Linked DNA regions of Mus musculus: all the other regions are linked to region 1. Evidence: chromatin contacts called from public HiChIP or PLAC-seq data. All regions are on one chromosome and are shown on one strand. Each heading gives the region's core, a stretch centred on a gene start, on an enhancer-like site or on the middle of the called end of the contact. The rest is flanking DNA. Distances are from core to core; before and after follow the strand shown.

Evidence for each region. HiChIP or PLAC-seq counts read pairs in DNA pulled down with a chosen protein or histone mark.
Region 2: an H3K27ac HiChIP or PLAC-seq map of extraembryonic endoderm stem cells shows a contact between it and region 1. The contact joins two enhancer-like sites. A contact is called at or near these places in 1 of 484 Hi-C or Micro-C datasets (uterus) and 4 of 115 datasets of contacts at active chromatin or transcription factors (embryonic stem cells, extraembryonic endoderm stem cells, microglia and 1 more).
Region 3: a contact with region 1 is called in an H3K27ac HiChIP or PLAC-seq map of microglia, with 6 times the contacts expected there. The contact joins the promoter of Glul here to the enhancer-like site in region 1. A contact is called at or near these places in 16 of 39 promoter capture datasets (the C10 cell line, the HPC-7 cell line, cranial neural crest and 11 more), 13 of 484 Hi-C or Micro-C datasets (the HPC-7 cell line, bone marrow-derived macrophages, cranial neural crest and 6 more), 35 of 115 datasets of contacts at active chromatin or transcription factors (the 230-238 cell line, the NIH/3T3 cell line, bone marrow-derived macrophages and 18 more) and 5 of 9 other capture datasets (adipose tissue, bone marrow-derived macrophages, embryonic tail and 2 more).

What each region holds. Positions count from the first base shown.
Region 1 is chr1:154,088,829-154,093,247 of GRCm38.p6, reverse strand. All of the region lies in intron 1 of Gm46165 (a long non-coding RNA gene), which reads right to left. All of the region lies in intron 2 of LOC108167736 (a long non-coding RNA gene), which reads left to right. Among named protein-coding and RNA genes, the nearest start is that of Gm46165, 27 kb to the right of the region's middle. Within about 2 kb of position 3,092, at least 20 of the 459 cell types and tissues checked have an H3K27ac peak or open chromatin away from gene starts, as enhancers often do. A contact at or near this core is called in embryonic stem cells, extraembryonic endoderm stem cells, microglia and 1 more, where this site is marked.
Region 2 is chr1:153,956,746-153,960,989 of GRCm38.p6, reverse strand. No RefSeq gene overlaps it. Among named protein-coding and RNA genes, the nearest start is that of Gm30327, 32 kb to the left of the region's middle. Within about 2 kb of position 2,584, at least 15 of the 459 cell types and tissues checked have an H3K27ac peak or open chromatin away from gene starts, as enhancers often do. A contact at or near this core is called in extraembryonic endoderm stem cells, where this site is marked.
Region 3 is chr1:153,898,398-153,902,549 of GRCm38.p6, reverse strand. Glul (glutamate-ammonia ligase (glutamine synthetase)) reads right to left here and starts at 2,621. Exons shown (of 7, transcript NM_008131.4): 1 at 2,491-2,621. It overlaps Gm38440 (a long non-coding RNA gene), which reads left to right and starts at 2,774. Exons shown (of 2, transcript XR_387481.3): 1 at 2,774-2,955; 2 at 3,800-4,152. It overlaps Mir8114 (microRNA 8114), which reads right to left and starts at 2,624; the gene lies at 2,514-2,624.

The sequences.
Region 1 (4,419 bases), core at 1,843-4,342:
ATAAGGGAAGCCCATTTATTACAGTGGCCAGTCCCATGCGTTATTACAACACCAGTTTCTTGCTGTAGCTTATACTGAAATAATTACATTTTCCAGAGTTCAGAAACCAAACTGAGAATTCACTTTTGAAAGACAACAATGCCTGTCTGTGCCGATTCCAGGACATTCCCTACTGTGATGTAGCTGTTAAGAGAATCAGTCAGACCATTGCATATACTAGCAAGATTTTGCTGAAAGGACTCAGATATAGCTGTCTCTTGTGAGACTATGCTGGGGCCTAGCAAACACAGAAGTGGATGCTCACAGTCAGCTATTGGATGGATCACAGGGCCCCCAATGGAGGAACTAGAGACAGTAAGTACCAAAGGAGCTAAAGGGAACTGCAACCCTATAGGTAGAACAACATTATGAACTAACCAGTACCCCGGAGCTCTTGACTCTAGCTGCATATGTATCAAAAGATGGCCTAGTCGGCCATCACTGGAAAGAGAGGCCCATTGGACTTGCAAACTTTATATGCCCCAGTACAGGGGAACACCAGGACCAAAAAGTGGGAGTGGGTGGGTAGGGGAGTGGGTGGAAGGGTATGGGGGACTTTTGGGATAGCATTGGAAATGTAAATGAGGAAAATACCTAATAAAAAGTATGTTAAAAAAAGAGAATCAGTCAGCATATTTACCTAAGGCACCCTCAACCCTTTAAGGCAACGTTTCTCACATTCCACTCCTTATCTCTTACAGATGAATCAAATGACAGGAAGGGTCATTCTGGTCACTCATACCGATAAGTGGGTCTCTATCTGAGTTAGGGTTCTACTTCTGTGAACAGACACCATGACAAAGGCAACATTTAACATGTAAGGGAGAACATTTAATTGGGGCTGGTTTACAGGTTCAGAGTTCATTTTCACCAAGGCGGCATCCAGGCAGGCATGGTGCAGGTGGAGCTGAGAGTTCTACATCTTCATCTGAAGGTGCTAGGAGAATACTGGCTCCCAGGCATCTGGATAAGGGTCTTAAAGCCCACACTCACAGTGACACACCTACTCCAACAAGGCCACACCTACTCTAACAGGGCAGTATCTTCTAAAAGTGACACTCCCTGGACTGTGATATACAAACCATCACAGTCTACCTCTCATCTACCTCATGCAGGTACTTGGCTAACAGCAATATATATATTATTATGTGTGTGTGTGTGTGTGTGTGTGTGTGTGTGTGTATTCTAGTTGCTTCTAGAATAAATATAGAAGTAGTCACCACTGGGACTCATGAGGTGTTATATGAGTACCAAACAATGAAGGACACCATTGTCTTTGATTCAGAGGCAGCACTTTAGGCTGGGGCAAGGCTTAAATACCTCTCCCCCCTTTTTCTTTTCAATTCCCTCAACACAACATAGCTGAGGACAGTATTTCTGAGACCAGCTCCTTCAAGTAACTCCATGGACTGGTGACTTTTCTATCGCTCTGATGAGACACCATGACCAAGGCAACTACAGAAGCCAGGATTTATTTGGGGCTTACAGAAGGATAAGAGTCCATCACCATCAGGGTGTGGGGCTGGGGGTGGGGGGAGCATGGTGACAGGCAGTCATGACAGTTGGAGCAGAAGCTGAGAGCTCACCTCTTGAGCTGCAAACAAGAAGTAGTGAGAGTGCACTAGCAAATCATGTGCGTGCCTTTTAAATTCTCAAAGTCTGTCCCAGGGACATATTTCCCAGCAAGTCCACTGCTCCTAAGCCTTCCCAAGCAGGACTACCGACTGAGGACCAAGTATTCAAATACCTGAGACTTGGGGTGGTGGGGTAGCATTTTCTTCACACCACAAAATCCATCTCCTACACCCAGCAAACAGATGACCCTTACCCAGAGGTCATTAGTTTAACTCACTGTGCTTTTTCCATGTGGATAACAAAGGGCCTTAGCTAGCTTGAAAGCATGGCTCTGGCAGGCATTAACCTTCTCCACATTCCATTTACCTTGCCTAACGCCATTAGATTACATTCCTAAAGTGATACACCAAAGTCTATTCCCTTATTTGACTACTTCTTCCTCCTCTGGCTGACTACCAAGGTCCACCTGTCAAAGTATTGAAGTCTAGCAACCAAAAGCCCCCTTTGGCTCACCTAACTACAATGCTGAATTAAAATTAAACACCTCATCCTAACAGTTTTCCCTCTTTACTTTATAAACTGCCATTTTTCTATGTGCCAATCTGTCTCCTCTCTATCCAGAGACAGTCCTTTGTCCCACTGAGACAAATACCTCTTCCCACCCTCTCCTTTGTTCCCTTCCTCTTCTCCCGCTTCCTCTATCTCTTGCCTTTGTCTCTTATTTCCTGCCGTTTGTCCCTCTGAGGCAAATACATCTTTGTACTGAGAACTTGGTCTTGGGGATCCTGAGACAGCACCTATCCTTTCAGATAATATTCCACTTCTCTAATCACACTGAGATCAGCCCCCCTGGCCTCCCCTTCTTCCTCACTGCCCCGTGGGATTGTCCTCTAACTACCAGCTCACTGATTAAGTCTCTACTTTGTGAACATTCATTTAGACAGTAGGAGAACCAAACTAAGGACAGAGTCTCCTAATCTCCCGAGTCAAGGTTTAACCGGAAGGGTGAAACAATCTTATCATGTGACCCAATCTCTGTTAAACTTTCTGAGAAATCTCCTGTGATTGGCAACACAAGTTGGCTATGGCAGTCCCAGCTGTCTGGAACCAAAAACTCCCTCTCCAGCAGCCTTAAATAACATGGATGTGTTATCTTACATAGCCTGAAGCCTAGGGACAGCTTAGGTTCCAGGAAAGATATGGTTCAGTGAAAGTCAGTTGTGTTCCCAAGGACACAGGTCTGTCTCTCTACCTTCATCTGCCGTCCTGAGTTCCTGCTTCATGGGATGGCTCTTTCTCTTCAATTGATTCATACCAGACATGTCAGGCAACATATTTTTTCATTTCCCTAGCAGGAAATAGCAAATGAAAATGGCCATTTCCAAAGCTCTCTTCTTTTTGCCTTAACCTGATTAGGTCAGTATACACCAAGTGTTCGTGGATGACTCAGTAAGAGTTGCCAGAAGATTTCCACGAACTGACTAGTAGCAGTACTGTTGATACTTGGAGTTGGATAATTGTTTGCAGTGGCAGTTCTATGAGCCGTAGGGTATTTGGCACCATCCTCATGCCTTACAGTACAGTCCCCTCACCAGTCTTGAGAAGTGAAACTGGCTCCAGTGGTTGCCAAAAGTTAAAAGGGGGCAGGGAGAGCAAAATCATCCCAGTGAGATAGACTAAGCAGGTTCCTTAACTGTCTCTTATGTCTCTTATTTTTTTATATATGATAAATACATAGACAGATAGATACATAGACAGACAGACAGACAGACAGATAGACAGGTGCCTAAAATGAGAACCTTAACAGGACCAGAAGCAGAATTAGAAGTTACCTTGTACAGACATGCAGGATATAGATAGTAGGTTATAAATGTCAACTGTCACTTTCATCTACTAATTAATGTCTGGAATATAGGCTTTACTAAATGAAGTTTTTCAAAATAAATTCAGTAGAAAATTATTTGGAGCTATGCAACAAGTGAACCAACAAAATAATATTCTATAATACCATTCCTGCTGCTTGTCCAAAGTGAATATCATTATGAAGGTGGGGAGAATTTCATTTCTTCTCTTGAGAAGCTATTTGGTGTCTGTACTGGCTAGTTTTGTGTCAACTTGACACAGCTGGAGTTATCATGAAGAAAGGAGCTTCAGTTGATGAAATGCCTCCATGAGATCCAACTGTAAGGCATTTTCTCAATTAGTGATCAAGGGGGAAAGGCCCCTTGTGGGTGGGACCATCTCTGGGCTGGTAGTCTTGGTTCTATAAGAGAGCAGGCTGAGCAAGCCAGGGGAAGCAAGCCAGTAAAGAACATCCCTCCATGGCCTCTGCATAGGCTCCTGCTTTCTGACCTGCTTGAGTTCCAGTCCTGCATCCTTTGGTGACCAACAGCAGTATGGAAGTGTAAGCTGAATAAACCCTTTCCTCCCCAACTTGCTTCTTGGTCATGATGTTTGTGCAGGAATAGAAACTCTGACTAAGTCAGTGTCCTCACTGGAATGTAAGTCAGATAGATAGAGATAGATGGATAGATAGATAGATAGATAGATAGATAGATAGATAGATAGATAGATACCTAAGTGTCCATTTAGAATCTCTATGGCCACTACAGAATGAAAAGGGTGAGCTGCTGGGAACTGAGGATCTGGGTAAAGTCCGCTGTGTACCATGCCTTGTACCAAAGTGATATGTCTTAGCTAAGTGCCATGGAGCTGGAAATGCAGCCTAAAAGGACACCAGATCAGCTCATCCATCAGCCAAATTCAGGACCTAAAAATATCACAGATGAAGAAGTGGAGTGATCA
Region 2 (4,244 bases), core at 1,335-3,834, 130 kb after region 1:
TAACCAGTAGTTCTCAACCTGTTCTTCCTTTCAGTGGGCCACAGAGGGTTAGCCTGATGCTTGCTTGTTTGTTTATTTGTTTCTCTCACTAGAATGTGAGTGCAGTGAGGACCATATGTATTTCATTTCTATTCTATTTCCTAAGCCTGCTAAAATAACTTACAGTCAATTAGTAATCAAATCTGTCTTGGGTGGAAACAAATAAATGAACAATTTTATCTCTTTCTAGTTCCTGGATGCCTTTGTAAAACTCAGTTGAGAACCACTCCTTCCTGCCATTCTGCCATTTATGTAATGCATGTTCTATCCTATATACAATTATGGTAAACAAGTATACTACATATAAATTTATATGTACTTGTACATATTTAGAAAATCATTAAACCACATTTAGACTTAGTATTGTGCTCCATAATTTACAAATATGTAAATGAGTCCTTCACGCAAACGCTTCATATCCCAAAGGATACTCTGCTTCCCCTCAGTCACTGTTATCTCTACACAGCCCCTCAGCAGAAGCTTGGCGCTGCCTTCCCCAGAGGGGCAGTCTAAAGGAGAGCACCACTGAGGCCCAGGATCTTGTCTCTCCCAGGCTGAAACATCAGGAATTGGCCTCTAAAGATGATGTAATGATTTTCAGTCGGGTGAACAAGAACAAGAGATCCCCAGGGAAAGAAAACAGAAAAAAAAATCTTAAATGTAGCACTCAGGGCTGGAGAGATGGCTCAGTAGGGAAGAGCCCTGACTGCTCTTCCAGAGGTCCTGAGTTCAAATCCCAGCAACCACATGGTGGCTCACAACCATCCGTAATGAGATCTGATGCCTTCTTCTGGGGTGTCTGAAGACAGCTACAATGTACTTACATATAATAAATAAGTAAACCCTTAAAAAATATGTAACACTCAGAAAACTTGGTTCCAAAATACAATAATATATGAAGCAGGAAAATGGAGCAGCAGGCAGAATTTTCAGTGTAACAGATGTTAACACGGAGTTAAATCAGGTCTGTGATTAAAGTACCAGAAAATTAACAAAATGTGAACTTCAGACATTGAGTTAAGTGTATAGGTGGTTGGGAACTCTTCTCTCTCTCTCTCTCTCTCTCTCTCTCTCTCTCTCTCTCTCTCTCTCTGTGTGTGTGTGTGTGTGTGTGTGTGTGTGTGTGTGTGTGTGTGTGGGTGTCTCTCTGAAGGTGTGTCAGGATGATGGCAGATGCTATACCAGCAATCTACAATCTGTCACAATGCTTCCTGATCCCACAAGGTTATAAAGAGAAGCCAGGTGTAGTGGCATGCACCTGTAATCCCAGCACTTGACACTGACAGGCAGGAAAATGAGCTCAGCCAGGATCATTTCCAGTTACAGAAAGAAATGAGGGCTGGGGGGAGTTCAGTTAGTACATTCCCAGCATGCATGAAGCTCTGGCCTCAATCCCCATATGGGACGAAGAGGTAAAAGGATCAGGCATTCAAAATCTTCCTTGGCTTCATTTCCTGTTTAAGCCAGCCTGAAATGTATGAGACCTTGTTTCAAATAAATAAATAAATAAATAAATAAATAAATAAATAAATAAATAAAATCCCCAAAGAAAAAAATAAAGAGGGAAAATCCCATCACCCAGTGACACCATAGGGGAAGACATTGTCCCAAGTTTCTAATGATGCTACAACAAACAAATGTACTGTAGAACAGCTATATAAAATTATTACTTATAATATATTACTTTTATATGTAAAACAGTTTTCTGTAATCAGATCCTAGAACAATCATCATCAGAGAGGCTTCATCCAGCAAGTGGTGGGAGCAGATGCAGAGACCCACAGCCAAACATTAGAAGGAGCTCAGAGAATCCTGAGGAAGGGGGGGAGGAAGGATTACAGGAGCCAGAGGGGTCAAGGACACCACAAGAACTACAGTTGGGATATAATATATGAGAGAAGAATAACAGGGTAGATGATAGATAGATAGATAGATAGATAGATAGATAGATAGATAGATAGACAGACATTAAATAGAGAAATAGAGATATATAGATACATAGACAGATATATAGATATATTAGATACATACATACATAGATGCATAGATACATTAAATACATAGATGCATAGATACATTAAATACAGATACATAGATATATAAATACATTAGATAGATAGATACATAGATACATAGTTACATAGATATATAGATGCCTACATATATAAACAGACAGACAAACAGACAGACAGATACATACATACATATATATATACATACATTAAATAGATGATAGATAGATAGATAGATAGATAGATAGATAGATAGATAGATGGATAGATAGATAGACAGACAGACAGATATTTTCTGTAAACAATATGCCAAGTCAGTATCATCCTCATAAGCCTTGTTCTTGGCTTTTGATTCTTTGTTTTGAGAAAGAGAGTCTCTCTGTAGAGCCCAAGCTGGCCTCAAACTCTCAACCTTCCTTCCTTAGCCTCATGACAGCTGTGATTTACAGCTGTGACTACAGCTGTGGGCCGCACACACCTGGCCCTTTGTCTCTTAGTTGCATCATTTCGTCACGGGCTTGATTACACTGAGGTGCTTGTTGTCTGAGAATTTCATATACAAGTACCGTACTCACATCACCCCCGCTTCGCCCAACTCCGTCTGAGCCGCCCCTTCTCAAACTCATGGCCTCTTATTCTTTCATTGTTTTGGTAGGGGTGTGTGTGTGTGTGTGTGTGTGTGTGTGTGTGTGTGTGTGTGCCTGTGTTTATAAACCCAACCTCCTGAGTTCATTTAGTGCTGCTCATATGCACAGCTGGCCTCTTAGGATTAGATAACCACAAGCTCATCCCTGAAGCCCGATTCTCCTCTCAGCAACCATTAATTGCCTGTAGCTATTTATCCAAGGGTAGAGAGCCTTGTGAGAAGGTTGTTTGTCCTCTGTGACCATGGAAACAATAGGCCACACCATGTGTCTATAGACTCACAGAATACCACATAGTCTCAGTGTGCAGTAGGCTATACCAATTGAGTTTGTGTAAATGTGACCTATGATACTTGCACAAGGCAGAAAGTGCTTAAAAATATGCTTCTCACACAGTATCCCTGATAGGCAGCCCATGACTACCAGGGTTGGGGAGGGATTCTCATATCAGATGGCCTCCAAAATCTAAGAAATACTTTCTAGGCTTACCTTGGCCATAAATAAGACTGTAAATGAAAAATCACTGACAACTTTTTCTAATTAGTCGCCTTGAAATGTTTTTCTTTCACACAGTTCTTTTTGTTTGTTTGTTTGTTTGTTGTTTGTTTGTTGTTTTGAGGGGGTTGGGTTTTTTGTTTTTGTTTTGTTTTGTTTTGTTTTGTTTTGTTTTGTTTTGTTTTGTTTTGAGACAGGGCTGTGTAGCCCTGGCTATCCTGGAACTCACTCTGTAGACCAGGCTGGCCTCAAACTCAGAAATCCACCTGGTTTCCGCCTCCCAAGTGCTGGGATTAAAGGCATGTGCCACCACGCCCGGCTTCACACAGTTCTTAAACAGAAAGAAGCCTGAAGTGGGACGTGGTGACACATGAGGCATAACATAATATGCTCTCTTGATAATCAATCTTATCGACATGTTCAGACTGTAAGTTCAGGGCTAGCATGGGCTACTTAGCTAGACTCTGTTTCAAAAAATAAAAATCAAAGAAGCCTTTAAGAACATTGGCTGAGCACTTGGCAGCCTTTCCCACTGACTATATTACTTGATTTTAGAACAACCCCAAAGCTGCTTATTCAGATACCACTTTACAGATCAGTTATTTTTGTTATTGTTGTTTTGAGACAAGGTCTCTAGTATCCTGGGATAGCCCCAAACTCACTAAGAAGCTGTGGATGGCCTTGGACTCCTGTTCCTCTTGCTCCCCAAGTACTAGGATTAGATGTGTGCACCACCGTGCTGGGCTTATACTGTGTTGTAGACAAACCCACAACAACAACAACAACAACAACAAATGACATTCCCTAGAGTCATGCACCTCCAGAATGTCAGAACTCAGGAGGCACAAAATTCCTATCATTGGGACTTCAGTTTAGTGGATGGGAACCTTGGTGGGATTCAGGGACAAGCAGCTGAGGTGCCTACTTAATGTACCAAAGGAGACCTGGCCTCCAGGTTCTCCCAACATCCCTCAGTCCCTACATGAATTTCTCAGTCCAGGAGCTGGGCTTCCTCTCTCCCAGAGTCTCTTCACTATACAACCCAGACACTTAC
Region 3 (4,152 bases), core at 1,372-3,871, 190 kb after region 1:
TTTTTTGGAGACAGGGTTTCTCTGAATGGCCCTGGTTGTCCTGGAGCTCACTTTGTAGACCAGGCTGGCCTTGAACTCAGAAATCCACCTGCCTCTGCCTCCCAAGTGCTGGGATTAAATAAAGGCATGTGCCACCACCGCTCAGCTCTTGGAACAACCTTAAGGGACACACAACCCATTGTAATCCCTACATACCTACATTTAGACTATCTACTTATTTGAGACAAAGTCTCATTGTGGAGCCCTGGAACTTATGCCGACCAGGCTAGCCTCAGAATCAAATTAGATCTGCCCCTCTCAGCATCCTGAACGCTAGAATTAAAGGTGTATGCCACCACCATCTTTAGATTACACAATGAAATACTAGGGCTAGCTGTAAGACTTTAAAGGCTAACATATTCCTGGGAGAAAGAAAGGACCTGTATTATCTGCCACCACTAAGGTGGTAAAAAGTAAAGCCATACTCCAAGGAGCACACTGCTGACTGGTTTTTTGGTTTTTTTTTTTTTTTTTTGAGACAGAGAAATCTCAACAAGCCCTCTCTCTGTCCTAGTAATTACTTACTCATTATTTACACCAAGCTTTCCTCAAAATCAGAGGATCTACCAGTCTCTGCCTCCTGAGAGCTGGGATTAAAGGTATGCCCCCTCCACACCAGGCCTCAACTGCTGACTTCATTACTGTGGTGAAAAGCCTTACTCCAGAGACAGATTTCAATGTGAAAATTAACAGTATTTGACGATCCCACCGGATAATATTTTCTGGTACGTAGAAAAATCCCACTTCTAAGTTTACAAGCCACAGGAGTCGGGGCAAGATCTTCGATGAATGTGAGGCTACAAAAAACCAGCCTCAAAACACAAGAGGAAATGCCCCCCTCCCTCCCTAATCTCCCCGGATAGCTGGAGAGGGAACATATTGTTCTCCTCCAATGACTTGGGCAACTTTCTGAAGTACAGTGGCAAAGTTTCTATGGGCAACCGTCCATGTTTGCCCAAGTGAAAACAACTGCCTCTCCCTCCAAAAGCCTCACCCTTCCCCCGGGGAACAGATGAGCCTCTGCTGTCAAGTCCGATGCAGAACCAAAGCCTCTGCCTACACCACTTAGAGGCCCGGATTGTAATTCTAGATGGCTTCAATTTACACCACTCATCAGCTTTCCTCCTCTGCCGTGCCCCCCGCCCCCCACACACACACATCCAGCATTAATGAACTGTTAGGGGAACCTGAGTTCCTCCTCTGGCCCTGGTTCCCTGAGACCAGCTGGGTGCCAGCAGCCTAGTGTACATAGATAGCACCAACTGGTGTCCCTGTAGTGCAAAGTGGAATGGGTTCTTAAAATTCTGAGTAGTTTCTGCGGGTTGCCAGATGCACCCGGGGTCCTTCGCCCTGACTTTTACTCACCCCAGCCAATGAGAATCAAATGCACTGGGGTTGTACTCTCTAGACCTCCTCTTTTTAGAGCAGTGTTCATGCCTCTCCTCGTTCTCGATTTCTCGCTGGTCTAAGCAACGGAGCTTTTTGGGCGAGGGCGATGGAGTGGGGGACCCAGACCGTTCGGAGGGGGAGGTGCTGGAATAAGACGGGTGCGATTTAATCTTAACCCTCGACTTCTCCCCGGAGTTCACAGAGTAGGCAACGAAGCCTAAAGTATTAGAAGGGGACTCTGAGGACCGAGAATCTCCATCTTCTACGTCTTCAATGGTTGGTTTCTTTGAGTATTTGCGGCTGGGGGAGGATCCCCGCTTCCCGCCCCCGGAGGAGTTGGGGCAATCCACTTTGAAAGCAGCCTTCCCACTAAAATGTCCGGAAAGTCGGTGCCGCGACCCTCGGGCCCGCGTAGATCTCAAGGCCTCTCCCAGGGGGCCATACCCCGGCGAGGGTAGAGGCCGGGTGGCGAGAGTGGGGCGACCGCGGGAGGCACAGCGCGCCGCTGCTGCCTCCGCTTGGCGCGGCCTCTCCACTGCGGAGCCCGCCGGCCACTCCGGGGCTCCGGCTCTCCATTGTTCGGTCATATGGTAAAGGCCTAGGACACGGCGTTGGGAGCTGGGGAGTGGTGCCATCAACGCTTAGGACCACCATCCTCAACCAGACCACCCACAGCGTGACGACGCCCCCCAAATGCGCCGCCAGGAAGAGAGGATCAAGGCGCCTGCGCCCACCTAAGGCAAGAACCCTCTCCCGCTGGGACCACCGGAAAGCCCCCATCTCAGCGTGAACCCCAGCCAACGGCGCCTGCCTCCCGGGGCGGCGCCTCCGGCCGCAAGTATAGAACAGATCAAAACAACCCGCAACCCCGCCCTTCCCGGAGCTTGGCTCACAGCGCGTCCTAGGAACACCAAGCAGAGCCGGCCCGGGCCGCACGCTGCAAACACGCGGGAGGCACGAGCGCTGCATCCCGCTCCGTACAGCAGCTGACTGGAGCTGGGAAGTAGAGTGCGACCCCACAGCCCGGGCGGCCGTACATTCCTGGACCCTCCGTGCGCTTACCAGAGCGGTGGCCGGCCGGATGATGGATGGGTGAACAGGTCAGGAGAGCGAGGCGGAGAGGAGATGGGTGAGCGTGCTGTTCAGACACTCTGCTCTACTCCCATTCTCCGCTCTGCAGGGTCGCTGGCTGCTCGGTACTTTTTATTGACAGCTTGTGCCCGCCCCCAGTCGCCTTGATTGGCTGACCTAGGCCAGGAAACCCGCGCCCATCAGCTGCTGCGCGCCGGGGCCCTGAGGCCATTGGCCGAGGAACTGTGCGGGAGCCTCAGGGTGGGGCGAGCGAGACCCAGAAGAAAGAAAGAGAAAGGGGAGTGGGGGAGGGGAGGCAGCGGCGGCTGGAGGAGGGCCAGGGCCGAAGGTGCAGGATGCATTTGCAGCTTGCGTTCTTAAGCGACCTCTGGACCCTCGGACCCAGGCTGAGGCTTCCTCAGAGTCATTTGGCCTCGGCTCTTTGCTTCCTTAACGGTACAGAGGTTTTCGAGGAGATCTGTCACTGAAAATCCAGAACCCCAGAAGAGAATTTTACCCTTTGTTTGTTGAGCGAGCCTGGGGACGGGTTGGGCTGGGGAGAGGCAGGGAGCCCTGATCAGGCGCGGGGAGAGAGAGAGAGAAACACGATTCCCAGAACCTGGAGGACCCTATCTTCCTGGTTTCCTGAGTGGATTTGGGGGAAGTGGTCAGACTGTGATTTCACGGTTTAAACACAAGTGTGATGTTTCTATAAAGAGGATTCTGGACGTCCATAGTCTATTTGATGTTGCCTTGTGTGTGTGTGTTCCCGTCTCTCAGCCTTTCCTTGGATCTGCAAAATAAAGCAGATGGAAGGACTTTCAGAGCAGTTGACCGGGAAAGCAGGGTGGCAACATGCCTTTAATCCTAGCACTCAGGAGGGAAAGCGGGGGTGGCACACGCCTTTAATCCTAGCACTCAGGAGGCAGAGGCGGGTGGGTCTCCTGAGTTCGAGGCCAGTCTTCTCTACAGAGGGAATTCCAGGACAACCAGGGTTTCACAGAGAAAACAAACAAAAAAGCAAGAGGGGTGGGGGGAACCCCTGGCTTTGCTTCCCAAGTTGTTTTTAACTGTGTGTGTGTGTTGGGGGAGAGGGAATGAGAGTTTTCTCTTTCCTTTCTTAACCCTGCAGTGATGGCTGAGATAGTGTGTGAATACTGTAGTGAGACAAGCTGAAAATGTGCACAGAATTTACCTGTAAAAAAATAGACGTGGCCCATATATTGTTATTAATGCTATGCTCTGAGCAGTCTCTTTCTAGTACATGAAATCCACCTCATGGCTGGGCTTTATCTTTCAGGACTTCTGGCATTCGAGATGAAGTTTTCTCTCTAGATGCCAGAAACCCACGCTCTCAGTGCCTTTGGAAGAGGAAGGGATGAAGTTTGTGCTTCTGCTTCTGTGTATGCACCACAAATATGAAAAAGAAAGGTTGCCTGTGACCCCACACACATAGCTCGGCCTGTTAGGTCAACCTCTGTCAATTTCCCCTGAGTGTGTCTGACACAGTGGCTCACAGAAGCAGCATGCCCCACAGGTGGGGATTTGAATAGGCTTTGGACCAGAAAGGCACCTTGCAAATTCTGTGTCCTAGTCAGTACTGTGTGAAGCGTTTTACCATGAGGTTGTTCAACAGCGGGGCTTCACGTCGGG